Linked DNA regions of Mus musculus: region 1 is linked to region 2. The links are chromatin contacts, called in public Hi-C maps. All regions are on one chromosome and are shown on one strand. The core of a region is the stretch at or near the end of the contact, and the rest is flanking DNA. Distances in the headings are between cores, read along the strand shown. Region 1 overlaps St8sia4 (ST8 alpha-N-acetyl-neuraminide alpha-2,8-sialyltransferase 4). Region 2 overlaps Fam174a (family with sequence similarity 174, member A).

Region 1 (6,626 bases), core at 3,109-5,608, 250 kb before region 2:
AAAAGCATGGAGGAGCTATGTATTGAGAATAAATATAAATTAGGGGATGCAAAACAACATAGATTCATTCTCTGTCCCAAAGTGAAAGCTGCTAGAGGTAATTGACTGATTCTTTGGGTCTCTGGATTGGTATAGCTGGGGTGGCTCTTGTCTTAAAGGGGCAGACACCATACTAACATTTGTGATGGGAAAAGAAAGAAAATTTGTTTTGAAAGATGCAGAAGGTCATTTTGGCAACTGGTTGGTAGGAATCTTCTGACAAATTTTATACTCTCACCATGCAGGTACATATAAGCATTTGCCCTGATTTTAAAGATGAAAGATAGACTGATACCTTGAGAATGTCATACCTTTTATTTTGAGGCTACTCAACCACTCTCCTCCATTCCCCTGTGTCCCACCTCCTTATTTCACACCCCTACAATCTTGGTCCTTATTAAAAACCAACTAACCAACCAACCAACCAACCAAACAAACAAACAAACAAACAAAAAGACATGTGAGCCTAATTTGTGTTATCAGCTGCCAAGCATGTCTTATTTTGTCACCTCATCGTTAAATGCTATTTCTATATTGAAGAAGAATAATAGTAATTTCCTTCATAGGGCCTCCCATTTGTCTAGTCTTGTGTTCTGGACCCCATGTATGAAATTTTATCCCATGACAATTGTGTCATTATTGCCTTGTTGGGCATGTCTTCCAAAGGCAGTTACTGTAAATTCACAAGGCTTACAGTTTAGTAAGATGATTCTAGTAGTCTCTTCTGGTAGGATGAAGATTACCTTTCAGTTCAACACTACGAAAGCTAGCCTGTAGGGCTAAGTTTTGAGATAGTGCCAGCTTGATTGCTCCACACTATATAATTCTTCAACAGAAATAGTGTTTTATTGTAAAGTTCTTGTGGGTAATCAAGAACAAGGGCAACAGCTTATAGTGTTGAGAGGTTGATGAGACCACAGTAGCCCAGCAACTCCAAAATGTAACCCATTCTTTGCACTTGGTCATTGTATTTCTTAGCCTTGTTGTGTCTAGTTGGGGGTTGATGCCACCACACTATAAAATGATTTATGTTAGCTATTTTTATGTGCTTTATGCATGTAGCTTGGCAGTCTTGTATAACTTTAGATTTTATCATTTAAATAAGCTTTTAGCTTTAGTTTATCCATCCCATATTTCCTCAACTGGCTTTCCATATATACTTTTACCTTTTCTGTTCTATTATTTCTGGACACCATCAGTTGACTAAATGGGAAAAATTATTATCACTTACATATCTGGCAGAGGATTAGCATCTAGACATACATACAAGCAAAAATAAGCTCATATTATTTTAAATTAAATAAAAACTTTAAAAAAGAAAACTAGAAAATCATAATAAAATATAAAGTAACACATTAAAAGAAACAATGGGAACTGCCTCTTCATATTTGGAAGGCAGGACATATTTCTAAACTTTTGAAATTATAGCAAAAGCAATAATAAAAATTTAAAAAATGTAATTTATTAAGTGTTCTGTATTTGATCAAGACACATTTATAGTCACAGGAAATTCGCACTCTTCCTCTTTTAGTTGTTTTCACATGACATCATTTTCCTTAAGGAAATGATGTGCCCAAAAGTGCTGGAGATCCCCTTTCCTCTAAAGGTGATTATTATCTGTGGGTTTGTATAATATTCAGGCCAGCAAAATTTGGCAAGTAAGATGGATCTGAGAATTTTGAAGTATTTTATTGTTGTTACAAGTTAATATTATGAAATACATTTCACCATGGGGATACATCTTACATACTTAAGCTGAAATTCATGGTCTCACAGAAGGTTCTGGTTAATAAATAATGGGTCACAAAATAAACAAAAGGACAGGAATGTGGGCAAAGGACCTGAATGGAGGACTAAGATGGCATAGGAGGGATGAAGAAAAGAGGGTGGGGTAAGAGAAAACAGAAAGCAGCATACATGTATTAAATTACCAGGGAACATTTTACCAATAAAGAATTTTAAAATATCAAATAATATATAGTGAACTCTATTAATTTATTATAAAAATAGATTTTATTTGTCTTAGTGTTTTTGTTTTGTTGATATAATGCTTTAAATTTTCTCTATTAAAATATGGTTTTATGATTGGAGTTGAAAAGGTCAGTTGACATAATTTGAGTTAAGCATTCATTTGGCTCTTTTTGGGTCTTTGAGAATGGTTTTGTGTAAGCTTGAGGGTGGAGGTCAATGCTGGATGCTGCTACCATAGAAAAAATGATCAATGAGACTCAAGAATCCACCTCCCTCTGCATACCATGCCAAGGCTGTCATGTGACATCTGACGATCAAATCTGGAGTCATTGATGTTGTGATTTTCAATGACATTTACATCATTATGTAAATATTCTACTCAGAATGTTAGATACAAGTTTATTTCTGATTAATTTGGAATTGCATATTCTAGAATAGAATTAACCTATGCTTTCATGTCCCTTAGCTGTTTTTATGGAATGACAAATATATAAGGAGATAAAAGATAATGCAGAAGTATAAAATTTTCTATCTACATATATGCTACTTTTCAGTAACCACTGAAAAGTTTATTCATATTTATACATTGTGTTTGCTACATGATATGACTTTTATAGAATGTGCTCTTGTATATTACTATGAATTTTCTCTGTTTTACTTTTGTTTTTGTTTCTTCTAGATACTGGCTGACTAACAAAGTTCCTATCAAAAGACCTAGCACAGGTCTCCTCATGTATACACTTGCCACCAGATTCTGTGATGAAATTCACCTTTATGGATTCTGGCCATTTCCCAAGGATCTGAATGGAAAAGCTGTCAAATATCATTACTATGATGACTTAAAATATAGATACTTTTCCAACGCCAGTCCTCACAGGATGCCATTAGAATTTAAAACATTGAATGTGCTACACAATAGAGGAGCTCTAAAACTGACCACAGGAAAGTGCATGAAGCAATAAGGCACACTTTGGAGGATAAAAACTGAACACAGACTTTGTTTTTTTAAGATGCTTCTGGAGATTTAGAATCAGGATCCAAAATAAGGCTGGGATTCAGCATCCACCACTTGACTGAGTAGCTGAAATGGAAGTCTGTGTGAATTCACCACCAGCTGATGAAAAACCTGCAAAGTGCTCTGACTACAACATATTCTGACTTCAAGGGTCCTAGTAAGTGCCACTTCCATGAAGAATACAGTTTGAATGTATTATCAGTAGTGTTTACAAGATTCAACAGTGCACTCAACATCAGTTAGCAAAGCAAACATGTTCATCACTGTGGGGCAGCCACTGTAATGCCAAGCACACTGGAAGAGGAACCCAGGAGCACAGCTCAGCCCTTGGGACTTGAAAACATCCTTAGTAGAAATGAAGAAGGAGAGAGTTCAAGCAGTGAAATCCATGACATGAAGCAACTTGAGGAAACGCTTTCAGTCAGGACACTGAGAATGGTCATGTTTACGTTTTGCTTATATTTCTTGTTTGTCTTCTGACATTTATTTTGGTTTGGGTTTGGGTGCTTAGAAATTCATTTGAGATACAGAAATGGGAAACACATGTGAATGAGAAAAACGAACATCAAACAGTCCTTTCTAAAGTCCTTATATATTTTTAAACAACAGTCACACCAAACTTATGCTTGTTCGTTTGTTTGTTTGTTTTACTTTGCACAACTCTAAATCTCTGGATTATAGATCAATGGTGTAGTGGGTACCAGCCAAACTATACCACTCGATATTAGTAGACTATTATGAAGGAGTGATATTTGAAAAATGGTAAAAATAGCAGAAAAGTTTCACTCTTGGTACCAAAGATTATATCATGTTCCTACACAGTAAGCCACTCTCCTGTTATAAAGAGAATATATTATTAACATGAACACATTTATATGAAGTTAATAGGAAACTCAGCTCTACACAGTTAAAAATTTCAAGTTCAAACATTACTTTTAATTTACTTCTTTGACATTTCATCATAATTTTGTGGAAATCCATGGCCAGGTAGATTGTTGGATTGAAGTAGCTGAAATGAGACTTCTCATTCAGTAAAATCTTCTTGGCTATTCAGGTGCAGAGATCAATATGAAGCACTTACTATTATTTTAAAATTTCTCTCCACAAAATAAGATGATTAACTGAGTGTTGTTTTCATAACAGGTAATTAATTCAAAGCAGTTTAACAATAACACATCAACAATACGTCAAATGAATTCAGTTAACAAGGATTTTTCTGTAGTTAAGTACAGTTCCATTATGACTGCATTTTTTAAAACAACATGAACTTACTCATAGAGTGACTTACTGACTTACATACGTGACTGAATTGACTGGTGGCCAGGCTTTCTGTTTCTTTTGAAAGCAGAACTATATTCTTACTTCTGCTTTTGCCTGCAGCAATTTAACATGACTTCCTGTTTCTTGGGGAAGGCAATCAGAAGAAAGCAGAAATGGCATGAAAAATGTGTATGTTTTGTTTTTCTAAGTCAGGCAATCTAAAATGAATGAAGAGCACAGCAAAGGTATACATATATATTATATATGTATTCATATTCTGGACAAGGATAGTCATGTAGTACAGTTACCAAATTTTTAATATTAGCTGCAGTGTTTTTTAAAACAGTGATAGAATCTCAGGATAAAAATAACAGTTTCTGAGAATCCATGTATCTATCAGAAAGGAAAAGAGAATGGATATGGGCATTTCATAACCAGTATATACCTTTATCATTAAATTTCATTTTTATTTCGCAATTCAATACATTTAATAAAAAGTGTTAAATATGTGTTATGTAGATGTTAAATTGAAAGTCTAATACACTGGATGTGTGATCATTGGATAATATATAAAACTTATTTTGAACTCTATGCAGATCTGTGTTCCCACCAACAGCTAACATGAATTCCTTAGAAATCCAGAGGTTGCAAGTAAATTCTGGCAAGTAAATTCTATCTTGGCACTCATTCAAAGTATGTATCTGAAAGCAGCAGCATACCATCTTGACTGAAATTTTAAGAAGGGAAAAAAAGATGTGTTTAAACAACATTTTGGCCACAGCAAGCACAGCTTAGCCATTCACTTTTGCATGCATTGATGTCTATCTCTTACATGCATTGAGTAGTGCCTTTTAATGTCTTTGCATTGATTCTTCACCCTCTGCTTTGTGTTTCCTAAATGCTTGCCCAGTTAGAGAAATGTTCAGTATCAAAAGGGCTTCAGATTTGAGAGATAACTACTTTTGTTCATCTCAGGGAACTTTCAGTACATAAGAATGGATTCAATTAAAGACATTTAGCACTCAAAGAGGAAATATTGTGTGAGATTATTTCATCCTCACACACACACCCTTTCATTTGCCATCACTGCTCAATCCCTATCACGGCTTTCTTACAGGAGGAAGGCAAGGAGAGAATTGAAGACTAACAGTAGAGAAAAGAGTTAGGACTTAACACACATGATGGCATAAGGAATCATAACAAAATCAAATTATAAGCATATACTTGAACTATCTGTGATTTCCTTAATATGGTATGCTAACAGCTTTATTTGTTTTATTTCCTTTTTCTAATGTTTTAATCATGCACTTGGGAATACCCAGGTAGCTGACTGTGAAATATCCCAGTCACTGAGCTAACATGATTGCTACTGTGCTTTTGACATGAACAGACCATGGAAATATTTTCATCATTGCTACTCAGCATAAACTATACTTAATAAAAAGTTGTTGAAAGAAAACATGAATCAATAATAGATTTTCAGAGCAAATCTAGTGATTCAGCCCACAGGACCAATGAAAGTACTGTGGAAGCTTTCCTCACTTAGAGAAGGTGCTGGGCATTCAAATGTCTTCATGTGTTGTATTTCATATGAGCTGTATATCAATTGTTAATGAAAATCTCCACATATATCCTTACAGAAATGCTTTATTCAAGAAATGCTAAGGGTAGTGTACAGACAAGTGATTTACTCAGTTACTATTCAAGAAAGGGTAAGCAAAGTAATTTATTTATAGTTGTGCCAGTTAGTCATAATACATATTATGTGATATTTGGTTCACAGAGTTGTTTTCATGTGATTATTATGAGGACTATCTATAGTTGTGGAAGGGGGATGGAAAAGTTGTGTATAGTTAGCTGGTATCTCTACAAGTTTGAGAGTTTCCCCATTAAATGTTATCAATATACCAAGGTTTTAATAAAAACAAGTAAGGTTAATTATTTGTATTTGATAAACAAACTCCAAATACAACCCATCTAGAAATAGATATTTTATTATATATGTGCTATAAATATATCTATATAGTACAAATAGAAATGTGTGATGCATATATACCATGTTATATATGTATATCTGTGTGTACACACTGATTCTGTAATATGTGCACAACTAGATGTGTGTTATATTGATATCTTCAGGGTCTGCACTGTGAACTGCCCTGGAGATCATGGCCACTTTAAAAACAGAAGTTCTTTTGAAACTTCATTTACTACTCTGCTTTAAGAAAGACCTACTTTGTAGCTGAATTATATGTTCTTTCCTAGAGTAATAGTAAGCAGCTAGTATGTTCAAATCTTTCAAAACAAAAGTCAAGGAAAAAATATCTTCAAGCTGGCAATG
Region 2 (7,392 bases), core at 406-2,905:
TAAAACATATCTTCAAATATTCACAAAATTGAAAATTTTTATAGGATTAAGTTTAAAAATAACAAAAAAATTTCATTGTATTAATTTTTGGAAAAAATACAAGGTTTATATATATACATTCACACATATACGTACATACACACATATACACACATGTGTATATGCATATATATACATACACACATATATATGTATAAATATGTATTATATATGCTATATGCATTATATATATGAATTTTTATTGTACCCTTTTCTTGAATAGAAGTTTTTTTTTTTTTTTCTATTTCTTTTCTCAATTGAACTTGCCTTGGGGACATTATGATCTGTCTTTTGAGTTGTGAGTACAGGAAACTAGGAACGGGCACCCCTATTGGAAACATGACAGGCATATAACTTAAACTCTATCTAAATAGAATAGGACACTATTGTGCGGGGAGAACATGAGATTGTAAGGGTCCAAAAATTGCTGAAGGAAGACCTTAGACTAGGGTATTATGCAAAGCACAGGCCTTCTTAGAGGACATTAGGGGAGTTTTCTAGAAGGATTAGGTAATCTAAAATTTCATTGATGAGTGCTAGAGTGTCACAGGGGTTATAGAAACTTAAGAGTACTTTTTTAATTAGATATTTTCTTCATTTACATTTCAAATGCTATCCTGAAAGTTACCTATACCTACCCTCCCCATCCCCCCACTCCCCAGCCCACCCACTCCAGCTTCCTGGCCTTGGCATTCCCCTGTACTGGGGCATATGATCTTCACAATACCAAAGGCCTCTCCTCCCATTTATGGCCGACTAGGCCATCCTCTGCTACATATACAACTAGAGACACAGCTCTGGGGGGTACTGGTTAGTTCATATCGTTGTTCCTCCTATAGGGTTGCAGACTCCTTTAGCTCCTTGGATACTTTCTCTAGCTCCTTCTTTAGGGGTCCTGTGTTCCATCCAATAGATGACTGTGAGCATCCACTTCTGTATTTGCCAGGCATTGGCATAGACTCAGAAGAGAGAACTATGTCAGGGTCCTGTCAGCAAAATCTTTCTGGAATATGCAATAGTGTCTGGGTTTGGTGGTTGTATATGGGATGGATCCCCGGGTGGGGTAGCTCTAGATGGTCTTTCCTTCCATCTCAGCTCCAAACTTTGTCTCTGTAACTCCTTCCAAGGGTATTTTGTTCCCCATTCTAAGAAGGAGCAAAGTATCCACACTTTGGTTTTCCTTCAAGAGTACTTTTTAAAAAGTTGTTTAGATGGTGTTTTGCTGGAGCAAACACATGAAGGAATGTTTAGCTGAAGTGTACCCAGGTGAACTTCTAAGACAGACTCCTGAAGGGACATTTAGCTAAAGCAAACACAGGAGAAAGGATGTTCTGCTAAAACACACACATGAAAGGACACTTGAAGTATTGTTTTGCTAATGACACACTGGTATTGGTCTGCTTTACCCTATTTGAGCTGCATTTGTCAGGACTTCATAGAGAGAAACACACCAAAAAACTTGTGGTAGGGTGCTGTAGTTTCTTGCTGCCTCTCTGGCCTCAGGCTGATTGGCAGAGTGATGTCAGCTGAGACAGATGCACATGCTAAGTAGGGCAAGACCAGTACTGAAGTAAGACAAATGCTGATGCAAGACCTGTGGAGGACACATGATATTTGGAAGATATAAATAGAACTCACAGGACAGTAATAGAGGCTGAGGTAGACTTGCTAATAGAGCTAGTTGTGCAACACTTGTGGGTCTTGTCTCTTCACTGATCTTTGATTCCCTGAGATAGGAACAGCTGAGAACTTCCTCCTTCTCTCAAAATAAGAAATGTATCAGAGCAAAATACAGTCTTAGGTTGTTTTCAGTAATGTGCAACATTATAACCTTAAGGCAGGGTTCCAGTCAATAGTGCACTTAGAAAATCTTTTAATGACAACTCTGGGACAAAGACAAATAAACAAATAAAGCAAATTCCTATGCATATTGATTTCTGCTAGACAAAAAGCAGGACAGCATCAAGACTCTAAACCCCAAAACAGAGATCACCTCCAGAGAAAACAGAAACCATAGTGATATTGTCTAATGGTATACACTCCAAAGAGAATGAAGGAAGAGGCTCAAGTTTCTATCAACATAAATCAGACTCAGTTATTCAAACTCAAGCATAGGCCTTACAGCTCAGTGTCAGCAGCCTAGAGGATAGAAAAAGTGGCAAATATGCATTCACTAGGGTCCCAACTAGAACCCAGCCAAATAGGTGGCATGTGCTGAGGAATGAGTGTGACAGAAAGAGATAATAATTAAGTGCTGGTTCAACATTACCAGGAAAATAAGTATCAAATGTTTCATGACAAAGTACTAAGTATTAGAGGAGAGAGACAGAATAAGGCATCCAATTTAACAATTAAACATTGTACTAAGCCAAAATGTCACTTAGTGTTCCATAGAAAGACAGCATAGCTACCTCTAGTACCCCAGGCAAAATCATCCTTTTATAATTATTTAAATTTTTAATGAACTTCAAACCCATGTTTTTCCTTTGGACTATTGACTGTTGAAGAGGAAAGGTCATTTGTTTCTTTTGTTTATATTGGTTTTGTTAAAGAGAAACCATGTTTGGGGAATTGTGTTACATTCTGTAAATGCATCCAAACCTATCATCATCCCCTTAAATTCAAATGTATAAATCTTAGTGTTCAATCCAAGCCCTAAATGAGATATAACTTGGGGAATACTGGTTGAAAGATTGGTCTGTTTTGCAGATAAGGAAGTTATAAATTCTGGTGGACAGACAGTCTATGTTAGTGGTCTCCACAAATGGATACCACTGGATTCCTTCTGTGTGTGTGTTTTGTTTCTCCCATGATGAGCATGTGTAGGCTTAGATTTTTTTCAAAACCCACTACTTAGGTTTCTTAAAGACTTCAACCTCCCTTATAAACCACTGACCAGAGGTAGGGGAAGAAGGTCCATAGGCAAAAGCTGTTGTGGACTTGTTTCAGAAGTAGTTCCTTGAGATGATTCTACTCTTCCTTGTCAGATACCAGCAGTCCAATTCAACAGCAAACACCAAATAGTGATCAATAGCAGTGGCACAGTCCAGCAGAAACAAGCAAGGCTTCACCAAATTAACAGGAGTCAGCAGAAGCAGCCAGAATCATCCAGAGTCCCTACGGATCTGTAGCTTTAGTGGTAGAATTTTTTGTTGACTGATTTTTATAACCCAAATAACTAAGTGAATCTCCTCTTTATTTATTGTTGTTATTGTTGTTGTTTTGTTTGTTTTTGGGTTTTTTTCTGGAACAATCTGTAACCCACAGAATGGCAGAATTCTTTGTTTCTTTAAACATGTTCTCTAAAGCATGTTTGTCAAAATTAGCCAACAAAATGTCATCCATGCAACGGTAAATGAAAGACTGGGGAAATTGCTTACAAATTATTCTAATGATTGCAAGACAAAATACTGACATATAGTTAGATTATTTAATATTCCCTGTGAAAGTACCTTCCAATTGCATCTTTTTATTCGACCACTGTTGTTCAGATTATGTACTGAGAAAGTAAACTTTTCACTATCCTGCACATGGAAGGGTACTGTGAAAACAAAATCTTTCTAGTCAATTATAGACCATGATCTAGGGAACAGAGAAGATAAAGGAAGTCCAGGCAGTAAAGGAGCCATTGATTTAATTACTTTATTCATTGGTCTTAAATCAGCTATCATCCTCAATTTTCCTCTTTTTTTTTTTTTTTTTTTTTTTTTTTATACAACAGGAGGATTTTCCATGGGCTGGTAGACCCTTCTATATGTTGAGACTCCAGCTGCTCTTGTACCAGTTATTCAAGTATCTACAATTTTTCTTTTGTTATGGGCTACTGCTCTTGCCACATAGAGGTCTGTTTGATAACTACAAGACTGTTGGCATGTCAGCAGTGGCCCCTTTTATACACTTGAAAACTCAATCCCTGTGATGTCCTGTGTTTCAACAATGGGCACAGTTTATGACTGTTCTCAATCACCTGTTATCAATACCTTCCCCAGAAGCATCTACCGCATCATCTCCAGTTTCCTTATTTGCTCTCTCCCAGAAATGCAGGGATATTAATTTGAGTACCACATTGTTGTGAAAGATCCCTTACCCATACATTTTTGGGTATGTCAGCTACATACGGTCTCAATTTCCCTTTGCCCTTTGGGTCGCAGGTAACCCACTGGACATTTTGTCTTATTTGTGACAATTTAACAATCCTAATAAACATGTTTAAACCTTCTGTAGGGAGCAATCTGGATTCCAAGACTTTGGGAAAAATATACTAACTTCAGCTCCTGTATCCACCAAACTTTCTATTTCAACACCATTCATTTGTACCATTAATTTGTGTCTCTGATCATTAACCACTGTTTCCCAGAACACTTACTTTCCAGGATTCACCAAAGCCCCTGTTCTTTCTGCTGGACGTAAGGAAACAACTCCTGAGCAATTCTACTCCTTGCTTAAATATGCATCTCCTTTTTCACATATGCCATGATTCAAATTTCTTCCTTGCAATCTCAACCTACTATACCTAAATGCACAATAAATTATTGAGAAATTAAGCTACTTCTTCTCAAGATTGTCCCTACTGTCCCTACTGGTAAAGGACCATAAATACTGGTGGTAAACTTCTAACGTTCAACTTTTGGGGATAGTGTTAAGAGGTGTATCTGTGGCCAGACCAAACCTGCACTTCTGTAGCATGTATAAGATCAGAAATAGTTTTGATTTTCTTGTCAGCTTGGTACCACATGGATGACCAGTGGAAGATGGCTCATATTGTTGCAGGGCCTCGAGCTAACAGGCCCCTTGGTTTGTTTCCTAATGGCGAAGGATTACCTCGTATGTCTCTTGGAGCTACAATCCTTAGACCCATGCTTGCCCTTTCCAGAGTCACTACAATACCCTGGAAGCCTTTGTGTTTCATAGCAGCCAGAGCCTACTTGTTCTCTTCCACAAATACCCTATCTTCCACATCTGCTACTTTGAGCTCCAAATCTGGTAACCTTAAAATTTCTTTGGAAATGGCCAAATTCACCACAGTTAAAGCATCAGACATTTTTTTGTTTTGTTTTGTTTTGTTTTGTTTTGTTTTGTTTTGTTTTCCGAGACAGAGTTTCTCTGTATATCCCTGGCTAGCATCAGATATTTTGATTCCTGAGACTTCTAGCTATGGCTTGCCCTATCATATTGGCATGAGACTTCTGAAACCAAAACAAGTCGACTCTCTTTTTTCATTTATCTATCAGGGTTCCTCATGCTTGCAATAGTCTGATTGCTCTCTTACTTTCACTATTTGAATTTCAAATGCCAAAATCTCTATCAATGACTCTGGTTTCAGGGTCTGATATGGCTCTCCTGCAGCTCCTCAATCCTATCCCAAGGTATTAAAATTACAACATGATGTTCAATTATGACCTCATCTGAGTGATTTGTTCTCATAGGCTAGTATAACGACCCTTCACCAAGCAGTTGGTCTTTAGCAACACTTATCCCCCTTGCTATATTACGTTGTTCTAGTTCCATGGCTTCTTGCCTCCATTATGACAACCATTGTCATGAGAAGTTCTTTGGTGTATTTCTAGGAAGTGAAGACCAAGGAAGACCATCAAAGACCAGCAAAGTGTTGCATGGTGTAGCAATGCAAGAGCATCCTCTCACTGTTTGTGGGGTTCCATTTATGTTCTTTCTAAACATGTTCTCAAGTGTTTGCTTTTATCACATGCTCTCACAAGACAGTTTCCAGAAAAACATCACATGATTCAACTGAGTTGTTAAAAGAATACAGAAATTTCCATTTCAATCATGTAGATTGTAGTTTCTTTCCCTTGGTTCTAAATTAATCTTAGTGACAGGCTTAATGAATAGAATGTGTCAGAGCCAATATCACACACACCTGAAATGAAATCCTAAGATAGGTGGCTGTTTTTCACATTTACCTTAGGATGATTTTCAGAATCCAGTTGCTAAATTCATGTTAAGCACTATAATTGACCTCTTCACAAACTGTCAGCATATGAGTAAGCTGCTTTGGAGTCTCAGTCAAGGTAAAACTTAAGATGAGCACAACCCCAGCCACAGAATGATGGTGCCACATAACCTCAGTGGACAGCCAGCAGAGCTTCTCAATATAAGGAGAGAATGTGGCAACTAGAACGCTGTTTTAGTATGTGAAGTTTTGAGTTTTATTTGAAATATTACAGGTCTGAGTTATACTTAAATATACAACCATTTTTCTTTTTATCTTTTTCTCATTCTGAGAGGAGATTTTATTGTGGCCTTGTTGAATGAGAGTAGCCTCAAGGTTGGCTTTAGTCAGTAACAAATTAATTCATCATCATGAAGCAGAAGTCTATAAAAGAGCCAAGTTTAGCTTTTGAGGTAGATTTTTTAAACCAGCTTTACTACAGAGAAACTGTCAAACACAGTAGAAGTAGACATCATAAAGTTGATGTTAATAAATAACAACATCCTTGTAAACCAGTATGACTCGGGATCATTCCATTTTGTCACACATTTCAATGACCTCACTGATGCTAACAAGCAATGGAGTTTTCTCTAAGTTTTCTTCTAAATTTTAAAATATGTAAAAATCAGACCTGGGTGGGAATGGATTTGTTGCAAGATAATGCTAGTCTCTAGATAAAATCCTGACTTCGAAGTCTACAGATGAAAATTTTCAATCTCTTGATCTCTGACAAGACTCAGACTTATAACCATGCAATCTATATTAACTCTCTCTCATTATACTACAAATGTATTTGAAATTCATAGATTTCCAAAAATATCTAATCTCTAGCAAGATAGTCAACCTTCTTTGTCTGATTCTTCCTTGACCTCAAACTCAGAGATCCACTGAGACACTATAGTCAAGGAAACATATGTTTTGGACTCAGTATATAAATATAAAACACATGTTAATATATAATTATGCAGTATTTATTTTATAAACACATTCTATCTGTACCACTTAAATAATTTTAAATCATATTTATTCTTTTTCATACTTTAGCACAGACAATTATTACTACTTACAAACTCAAAAATAACAGTAGATTTGGCTCTTTCTCCATAAAAACGGGAAAAAGTTTAGTAGAATTGTATTTATTCATAGCAGTTAGCTGTGGCTTATAGTTCTTTACATTATGACACTGACAAAACGAAAGCAACAACAATGGATTAATAAAGAAAGCCAAGTTACAATAATATGGTAAAAGACAGGGACAAAAGCTCTGCAGAAAACAGTTTTAAAATAATTTTCAAACAGAAAATCCAGCATAGTACAGTTTGTCCCTAATAACACAGAGCACACTAATAAATACAGCAGTTCCAAATATACAAAGTTGTAACCAAATGATGCACTATGGATTG

What was found. Hi-C and Micro-C count contacts between places; a contact is called where the count stands out from the background.
Region 1: a contact with region 2 is called in a Hi-C map of bone marrow-derived macrophages, with 15 read pairs. The contact joins two enhancer-like sites. A contact is called at or near these places in 3 of 484 Hi-C or Micro-C datasets (bone marrow-derived macrophages and myocytes) and 3 of 115 datasets of contacts at active chromatin or transcription factors (the HPC-7 cell line, large pre-B cells and microglia).

Annotation. Positions count from the first base shown.
Region 1 is chr1:95,588,028-95,594,653 of GRCm38.p6, reverse strand. It overlaps St8sia4 (ST8 alpha-N-acetyl-neuraminide alpha-2,8-sialyltransferase 4), which reads left to right. Exons shown (of 5, transcript NM_009183.2): 5 at 2,690-6,626. The coding sequence ends at 2,972. Among named protein-coding and RNA genes, the nearest start is that of St8sia4, 76 kb to the left of the region's middle. Within about 2 kb of position 4,358, at least 85 of the 459 cell types and tissues checked have an H3K27ac peak or open chromatin away from gene starts, as enhancers often do. A contact at or near this core is called in the HPC-7 cell line and bone marrow-derived macrophages, where this site is marked.
Region 2 is chr1:95,334,079-95,341,470 of GRCm38.p6, reverse strand. It overlaps Fam174a (family with sequence similarity 174, member A), which reads right to left. Exons shown (of 3, transcript NM_026321.4): 3 at 6,187-7,392. Among named protein-coding and RNA genes, the nearest start is that of Fam174a, 24 kb to the right of the region's middle. Within about 2 kb of position 1,655, at least 24 of the 459 cell types and tissues checked have an H3K27ac peak or open chromatin away from gene starts, as enhancers often do. A contact at or near this core is called in the HPC-7 cell line and bone marrow-derived macrophages, where this site is marked.